3 separate regions of the Gossypium hirsutum genome follow, and regions 1 and 3 are each linked to region 2. Evidence: chromatin contacts called from public Hi-C data. All regions are on one chromosome and are shown on one strand. The core of a region is the stretch at or near the end of the contact, and the rest is flanking DNA. Distances in the headings are between cores, read along the strand shown.

Region 1 (3,070 bases), core at 352-2,851, 150 kb after region 2:
TGTTTTTATGGTGGACGGGCTTCAAAGCCTTATTTGGTACCAAACCCGCAGCTTCAAGACCAAAAAAAGGCATCAACGAAAGGAATGGATGAGCTCCACAAAACATACTGATACGATAAAAATGATTGCTCCAGTCAAAAGGAAGGATTCCAAGCTCAAGATACACTCACTCAGTTCAAGAGCTTAATTGCAGTTAACTCATCTATACTAAATAGAAGCAGTTGCAGAGTGCTCAGCAAACCAACATACCCTCATTAATCAGTATCCATCAGGAGAAACAGCAAAACATTAACTAAGAACTACTAATGCTAACGCTTAGTAAGCAACTTCCACTCAATTACTACAAGCCCTGTGATAATAGAAGAGAAAAAAACAAAATATGATAAAGGTTAGGAAAGGAATAGGTCGTTGATGGATTGAGAAAAGATAAATATGAGAATATATAGTGTACCTGGAAGGTGTTTTCTCATGACTGGATGTTGTATCAACAATGCACTGCCAATTGAAACATTCAGAACCTACCTATCATATTCTTTTGTCAAACAGAGAATAAAAAACGCTTACTTACACAAGTGTGCTAAAGATCCAGCACCTATCTTAGAAAACAAAATTCATTGCGGCTCCGTGTTGAGTATTAAGAGGAGACTGGGCACTAAGTGCAATTGACAAAAGAAACCAAAAGAGAATCTCCATGGACAATAAACCGCCAGTCAAGTACTTCTTGGAATAAAAAAACCCGGAAAAGGTTGCAATTTGACCAGAAGCAGGCTTTCTCCATGTCTTGAAAGGAAAGCTAAATCCCTTTAAATCCAAGTCCGGTGCAATCTAACATTAAAATAACATCGATGGAAACTTGAGTCAACAGAGATCCTAATTTAAGCATACGGCATCAAAAAATGCCCAAAAAGTGGAGTAGTATATACATCTTAGAAAGCGAAACCTCATAAAGGAGTAAAGGCTATATCAAATTCAAGCAATATTCAAGCAATAATGCATAACTAGCAGCGAGCAATCATATCATTAAAAAAATTTCAATGCCTGATTATAAATAAAAAGAATTCCTATTCCCTGTATATGAACCAAACAAATAGGATATGAGACAAACACGCCAAATAGAAACAGGAACAGAACATTTTACGAAAAAAAATTACTAAATACTACAGAAATTTCGTGACAAAAATAAAAAGAGCAAAACCTAATAGATTAAATTACCAAAAACGCAAAACAAAAATAACAGACAATAGATCCATTTGAATTGAAAAAAACTCTTAATCTAATCCTAACCAAAAAGAAAACACAGAGCAGAGAAAAGAAGAAATTAAATCGGATGAGATCAGATCCATGTGAAAATAAACGGAATTAGATACCTGGAAACCAACCGGCATAAGCACCGTCGGCGAGGACGGGAAGAGGTGGAATCCAGAGCTTCGAAATTTGTGTGTGTGTCAGAAAAGAATTAGATAAGGAAAAACGATTTGCATGCGTGTTTGGGGGAAAAAATAAAAGGTGGAATACCTAATTTATTGTGATATGTTTGGGTGGGAGAGACTTGAGAATCGGGGAGTCCCTCTCGTGTGAACCAAGAAACCGCTTTATTTTAGCGGTTATTTTTAAGGTGTTATTATTTCCATCCATTTATAGTGACCCGATTGGCCCGGTCGGTCGATCACTTTCAAGCTTTATTCTATTCTTATGTTACGGTGGGTGTCGGATGCCGTCATCATTTTCTAATCTCTTCTTGATTGGGATTTGGGACAACTAACGTCCACGACTCCTACGCCTATTCCTTCTCTTCTTTCCATAATATTAATCAATTTATTTCCGTCTTTTTTTCCTTAACTAATCATCTAATTGTCATTAGGAAATTTCAAATGAAAACTAATACTCTATAATTATAAATACAAAGAAAATTCAAATTTTGACTTTTTAAAAAAAAAAGAAAAGTAAAATTTGTAATAGGTAATATACACCGTTCTTATCATATCTATTCATTTTAATATAATATCTAGAATTATCTATAGTATTTTATAATTCTTAAATAGGAGGACAATACATTTCAACGTACTCGAACTCATATCCTCCTGCACTAACAATATATCAATGTCAATCAAACTAAGACTCAATTCGTTAAATTTAAATTTTAAAATCGACCATATAATAATTAAAATATGTTATAATTTATGGTGTAAGAACCATAAGTGTGAGTGTCTCTGTAATCTATGTTTACTTTTTTAAACAGAAAAAAAATTTAAAATAACTTATTAAATGAAAAATATATATTGTACAAGAAAACATTAATAGCCTAACTTTTTAATCTAATTAATTGATATTAACGTTAAATGCTATCAAAATAGGTGATAAATAAATTAAATTTAAATTAATATTTTTTAAATGTATATATAAAATATCTAAATTTTATAAAAATATATTATATAAATCCGTTAGTTGGTAATTATATTTATAATCTAAATATAATAGGAATTTTTATTTTATTTATTTCTTACCATATTTTATAATCAAATATACAGTAATTAATAATTATTGCATATTTTACACGATCATATTGTAACTTCGAAATAATACGAAAAGGGGTGTACTTCATAACAACAAATAAAAATGTTAATTTATTGCACAAATAATAATACCACTCGTCACAAAAAGAATATTTCACTAGTTAATTGAAAATTTTACTTTAAATAATATATATGATTGTAATCTAAAATCGGTCCACTGACTTGAGTTTAAGTTAAAATTTACTTTAAAATATAAAAAAATAATTATGAAATATTTTTATTACATTGATATTAATAAATAATAATATATGTTTTTGGCGCATATATATAATATCTATACTATTAATAAAGCCTTTAACGGACTTGATTAAGAAACTATGGAAATGTCTTTATGTAATTAAAAAGAATTATATTATTAGACGGTTTTTTAGTCTTTTTATTTTAATAAAAACCAATAAAAATATACATATTATGATATTTAAATTCATGCCAATTGGTTTAGTAAAATCTTAAATTTACTACTCAACTAAAGTTTTATTTTAATGTATTTTATACAT
Region 2 (3,238 bases), core at 153-2,652:
TCCACTCTACAGTTTCCATCTATCAACAAGGTCTTGATAGGAACCTAAATTTAGAAAACATGGAAACTTTTAATCATTAACAGCAGTGGATTCATTTAGTAATGGAATGCATACACTGCAGAAAAGCAAACAGTCAAAAGAAACAGAAAGAATCCTTAAAGAAAAAGAAATAATACTTCTCTGTTTTTCTTTCCCTTAACTGTAAGAATCTACATATATCGAATACTTTTATCAACAAGATGCTCCTGATTTTATATAAAGAATTGCAGCATCGGCTGTTCCATTACTAAAATTAAAATTAAATCCACGGAACTGCATTTAATTTACCGTTCTAAAAGCTACTTTTCTCCCTTCTCCAGTCCAAAAAGAAGGCGAATTAAATCTAAGCGAACCATAAAATACTTCAAAAACATGTTTGATTTCCTAAGAAAAATTAACAACTTTCAAACAAAAATAATTAAAAACCTGACTATCTTGTGGCTTTCTCTTGTAGTAAGCTAGAAGCCGATTTTCGAGCACGAAATATCGCATGTGTATGAAGGATCGTCCGATCTTCCTTCGACCATATCTCACCATCCATCCTTCGTACACCACCTTCGACATTCCTGCCCTCTCAAAATCGACCACCACCAATAGAATTTCCAACTCCTAAGTCCTCTGATATCTCGTCGTCCCTCACTTTATCGTCAAAATCGCGAAAACGGTAATTCCTAATTCTCAAATTTGGAATTGGAAGAGTCTCAGGATTCAATTTCGACAGTGCAGTGAACCCGAGAACCGCAAAAAGAGAAATTTAATTTTGTATACTACGATGAAGCAATAACAAAAAAAAAGCGGCAATAAAAAACAGTTAAATGGAAAGAAGGAACAGCAGTAAGTAGGATCAAGTAAAGTCTTCAGAGGTGAATTGAACTCTATGAAGAAGAAGAAGACGACGACGACGAAGAAGACAATAGAGAGCGAATTTTGAAATCAGAAACAATGAACTGATAATATTTTATTTTAATTTTTTAATATAAATTATTTATATACATACAAAATATGCGAAAATAAAATTAATTTTTAAAAAAACAGGGAAGAGCCTAAGGAGATATCTAACGCGATGGTGCCGGCATCGACGATGGTTGGGAAATAATGAATACAACGATGTAATTCAAAGTGAGGCGACGGTGCAATTGAGGAGACGGACCACGTAAGTGTGGAAAGAAAGGGCGCACGGAACTAGGAAAACGCCACGTGGATGATTATGATTGGGTAAGTGGGGCAAGTATCTTTAGAACCTTGAAGCTTTGCCAAATCTGATAGTAAAGGCGGGGGGCCTGACTTCCATGTTTACTTTCAGTTTCTGGGCAGTATCTGACAATATAAATTCTCAGTTCAAGAAAATAGAAATATGCTTTGGTCCCTGCTGAAGCGGTTAATTACAAAGAAGTCTTATCTCCTAAGCATGATTATGTTATTTAGGTCAAATTCTGCTATTAATCCTTATGCTATTTGTAAATCTCCGCTTTAGTCCTTGTCAAAGGTGAAGCCAGAAAATTTTCCGTCGATATATTTTTATGTAGGTTAAAATGTAATTTCACAATTCTAATTTTTCATATCTTTATAGTTTTTAAATGATTAAATCATAATTTATCATTTTTAGGTCAAAATATAATTTTATCATTTACTAAATTAAAATCTTGTAAAACTTAAAGGGCCAAAGTTAATTTTTTTTAGGGGGTCGGGCCCTACCGTCCCTTGTCACCGCCTTGGTCCATGTAATCTAATTTAGTCAATTTTAGCCTTTATACTTTTTTTATTTTTGCAATTTCAGTCCTAACAACAATAATAGTTAAACTCATTAGGATCAAATTATGTTGTTAGCCTTGCACTATACATTAGTTGTGAATTTACTCCATATTCTTCAATTTGGTTATTTTTAGTTCATATATTTTTCAAATTTTAAAATTTTAATCTTGTCCAAAACAATAATTTTAAATCCATTAACTAAAATGATATAAATTTTTTGTGAATATTATGTGAAAATAATAAGGTGACATGATATTATACATGTGATAATATATTTATTGCATAAGATTTTTATAAAAAGTAATTTTGAACTCCAAATTAGAGTGTAAAAACAGAAGTCTATAACTTACACGTAGTAGATGTTATAATAACCAATAATTGAAATTTGACTTATAAATAAACTTCTTGAAACTAGACTTTTTTAATTCATATTAGTCTTAAATTTTGGTAATTTTTCTCAAATTTATCTCTAAATTTGGGTTAATTAAAGTGTGATGACCAGATATTTTAGAATTGAATCATATCATCACTTAAAATTTTTTAATTTTTTAAAATTATAATTTTACAATAAATTTTTATATTTATATTATTTTTAGATTATATATATTTATAATTTACATGGAAGTACCACATTATCAAATTTTTTAAAAAAAATTCCCAATCCCGAAACTAAAGGATGGAAATTGAAAAAAAAGAAACTAAATTTAAAGATTAGATATTAGTTTAGCCCTAGGAATTTGAATAGACAATATGATGATGCAGCCGCTATCCAAGAACATGTGCTAAACTTGTCATTTTATATAAAGACTCTTTTATTTATTTTCTAGATGAATTTTATATATGGTAGAATTAGGTAGCTTTGTCAAAAAAATTCCTAATAATACTAATAAATAAAGAAAAGTTAAATGGTCCAACATGGCTGAAACACGAGGGAGGGGTGGGTTGCTCTAGTTGTGGTTGAATGAATGAAAATTTAATACAAACATTTAATTCAAATCAACTGTTTGCGAATGAGAAAGGAGAGTTTAAGAAAGGAATAAGATGACCAAATAGTTGATGAAATATTTTTTTTTAAAGGAAACTGGGCTTTGATTAAAAACGAAACTAGTACAGAAAACAGTCCAAAAACAAAGAAAAAAAATAAATCCAAAAAAAAACCCTAAAAACCCAAACAAAAGTCCAGATTAAACAGCCCCAAACAAAAGGCAAAAACAGCAATGCCAAATCCTAATTTTGAGTTGTCATCTAAACCTTCTAGAAAGAAAACAAAAAGCTGAAGGGACGCCACTGATGTCGACAGATCAGAAAATCTTCTCCGGTAACCGTTAAGAGATCGTCGAACCACTACCTACCACACCCAAGAGGCTTGATTAACGAACGAGAACCTGTACCCCAACAGAGACGATCAAACTCTTCCCCAACCCCGCGGATTCCACAAACTCTTGAG
Region 3 (2,886 bases), core at 3-2,502, 210 kb after region 2:
TAGTTTCTTGCTTCAAAAAATGCTGCTACATTTATCACTTTCTTCTAAACTATTAATGCCTCAAAAGTATACTTCCCTAATTTCATCTGGCATATGAAATAATAAACTTAAAAAATTTGCAGAGGTTTCACTGGAAATGTGCTTCGAGATCAAATCTTGGTTTGATGCTAACTTCTCCCCTTAGGCATGCTCATAATGCTGATGAGAACCTAACAAGATCGATAAACCAAATGTCCCTTTGTTGCGGCCTCAAGATCTTAAGTAAATTCTACTTTAGCTTTATTATTTTAGTAGCATAACTTTCTGACACTTCATGTATCTAGTAGCAGTATCTGTTTTCTTATGCCACATATGACTGCTTTGATCCACCTATCAACAAATTCATTATGCATTCAAAGGTGATGACAGTGTCGATCTGCGTATTTAGCATCATTTAGTGCGTATAGTTTTATCTGCTGTATTCAATTTACCAATGGTGTAAGAGATGTGGTGATTTGTGTTACTGATATTGTGAATGTGAGATGCAGCTTATATTTTGTAAAGAACAACTTGATATTTTGCATGCTAAACATTGGATTTCTTTGCAGGCTAGCTATCATGGCTTCAGAAAGATTGTTGATTCTGCAGCCACATAATTGGGCACTAAGGAGAGACCATGGCATGATGCTGTACTATAATAGGTATGAATTTCTAAAACTTCCTAATTTAAAAAAAAAAAAAAAAAGGTTCACATGAAGGTCTTTTTTAAGCTGATGGTGAAAATAACATTTGATATTATCAAAATGTTAGGGAGTATGGCTAGGCAGTGCAAGAGCTTAGCATCTGCATGGCCTTTGCTCCAGAAGAAGAGGCGGAGCTTCTTGAACCATTTGTTGAGAAATTACACTTAATGCGGCTGGAATCATCATGGAAATCTTTGGGACACACAGCTAGCATGACGGTTAAATGATATTTGGATATTATAACCTTGTATCTCTCAAATCCTTATTGACCGAATATAGTTCCACGGATGAACTCTGAGACTGTGATTAACATGGCTTTTCTTAGTCACATGAACAGATGAACTCCAAGGTATAGAAATGTATTGGAGATCTGTAAGCAGATTCTAAGTTGAATACTCCAAACAAGAGGGCACGCATTCTGTGTGTTCATGTGCCACATTTGTTGTTGTTACATGAAGGAACGAGGAACCCAATCAAATTATAAGTTGAAATGGCTATGTATGGAGCCGTTAGGATACCCAAATCTCACATTTTATTACTTGCTGGGAGCTGAATTAATAGTAGATGTGAAACCAACAAGGGAATACATTTTAAAACTTGCAATTCTACAACCCCATAACCAAAAGTTTGATTTATGGCATCTCCTCCTGCTTGATGAAGTCTCGGTACGTACCATTTTTCGGCTTAAACTAGAATCAATTAGTTTAACCACATTTATTTCGATCAATATTATTTTATATCCATGCGATACAAAATTTTAATATTCTAAATGAAGTTTTAATAACTGTTTTAAGGATTGGAGAAACAAAGAGAAGAAAGCAAAAAGAGAGAGAGAGAGCGAGAGAGAGAGAATGAAGACTTCCTATTTCAAGTTTTGGATTTTTAGGGCTTCGATGATGATCTCTCGCTGATCCCATCTGTCAGAAGGAAGTTATCGATGAGGAGAAGTATATATAAGAAAATTAGGTTCGATCCAACAATAAAGATTAAATGTTGAATGGGAGAAAGATTAGAGTTCAAACGAATTCTGATTCTAGGTGATAGGAGGTTGATTTTAAGAGAACTTAAATAGGCAAATGAGAAGGGAATAAGGTGGTAAGGGAGAAGAGAGAGAAAATAAAGAAAGGAAAGAAAAAAGAAAAGAAAATTAAAATGAAGTGGTGGTAATAAAATGAAATTCCAGCTTGACACAAATGATGATAATGGATGATGTTAGTGTACAATAATTAAAAGTTGATAATTTAGGCAGAGACATTTTTTGTTCAAAACCCTGGAAAGTATTGATACTCCCAATATAAAGCGGTAAGGTCGATACTATTACTAACTTAGGCAGCCTACACGTTTATGCTTGGAGGTCAAAGGGGGTTGAAAATGGATGATGCACTTCTTTTTTGAAATAAAAAAGTCGCTACCCCATTAAGAGAGCCACCGCAAAAACCCTCCTTATGCTCTGAGGCTCTAAAGCCCTGGGCTGTCTCTCACACGCTCTCCTCCAAATGGAAACTACGTTGGTTGTTCAATTTCAGAGACATAAACCTTCACAGTAAAAAACGCCGATTTTTATATATGTTAATGTTAGTGAAATAAACGAGGAGCGACAGTGATGGCCTGCGCTTCCAGTTGCAGGCCTTTGTTCCTTTCTTCACCCTTCCCTTCATCATCTTCTCCCTCAAGCTGTTCGCTTACCACCCCTTTTCTCTTTTGCCTCTCACCCATCAACCCGTCTTCTAAGCCAATTATCACTACTCTTACTGCGAACTCTGGGTCCTTCCCTGTTCTCTCTGTTGGTGGCGGATGTGACGGTGGCAACAACAACAACAACGATGATGGACCTTTTGGGTCCGATTCTTGGCGGTGGAACGACGATTCTTCATCTTCATCTTCTCATTCTTATCCTTTTCTTTTGTTTCTTTCTTCACTCCTTGCTTGTTCCTCCCATTCCCAATTATCTTCCGCCCTCGCCAGAACCAATGGGGAAACAGAGGAGGATGACGTCGTTTGGGAAGTGAGAGGGAGCAAGTGGACTAAGCTTATTCCTGATTTCTCAGATGATGCATTTGTTGTTTCTAATGGGATTTCGAATTTAACCAAATTGTTGTCCCTCTCAACTCTTTGGGGTCAATGCAGAGACCTTGTGATGCGGTTGTTGCTCCCTGAAGGTTTC

Evidence for each region. Hi-C and Micro-C count contacts between places; a contact is called where the count stands out from the background.
Region 1: a Hi-C map of leaf shows a contact between it and region 2, with 2.5 times the contacts expected there. The contact joins the promoter of LOC107900678 here to the promoter of LOC107900664 in region 2. A contact is called at or near these places in 6 of 34 Hi-C or Micro-C datasets (leaf and seedling).
Region 3: a Hi-C map of leaf shows a contact between it and region 2, with 2.2 times the contacts expected there. The contact joins the promoter of LOC107900681 here to the promoter of LOC107900664 in region 2. A contact is called at or near these places in 4 of 34 Hi-C or Micro-C datasets (hypocotyl and leaf).

What each region holds. Positions count from the first base shown.
Region 1 is chrD08:55,141,361-55,144,430 of Gossypium_hirsutum_v2.1, reverse strand. LOC107900678 (cyclin-dependent kinase F-4) reads right to left here and starts at 1,601. Exons shown (of 20, transcript XM_041098426.1): 1 at 1,516-1,601; 2 at 1,368-1,425; 3 at 569-825; 4 at 452-495; 5 at 1-349.
Region 2 is chrD08:55,290,078-55,293,315 of Gossypium_hirsutum_v2.1, reverse strand. It overlaps LOC107900664 (protein ENHANCED DISEASE RESISTANCE 2), which reads right to left and starts at 1,402. Exons shown (of 22, transcript XM_016826333.2): 1 at 466-1,402; 2 at 1-44. The coding sequence starts at 603. LOC107900667 (a long non-coding RNA gene) reads left to right here and starts at 2,849. Exons shown (of 3, transcript XR_001684997.2): 1 at 2,849-3,238.
Region 3 is chrD08:55,082,245-55,085,130 of Gossypium_hirsutum_v2.1, reverse strand. LOC107900681 (protein root UVB sensitive 1, chloroplastic) reads left to right here and starts at 1,252. Exons shown (of 8, transcript XM_016826363.2): 1 at 1,252-1,387; 2 at 2,850-2,886. The coding sequence starts at 1,377. It also overlaps the pseudogene LOC107900683.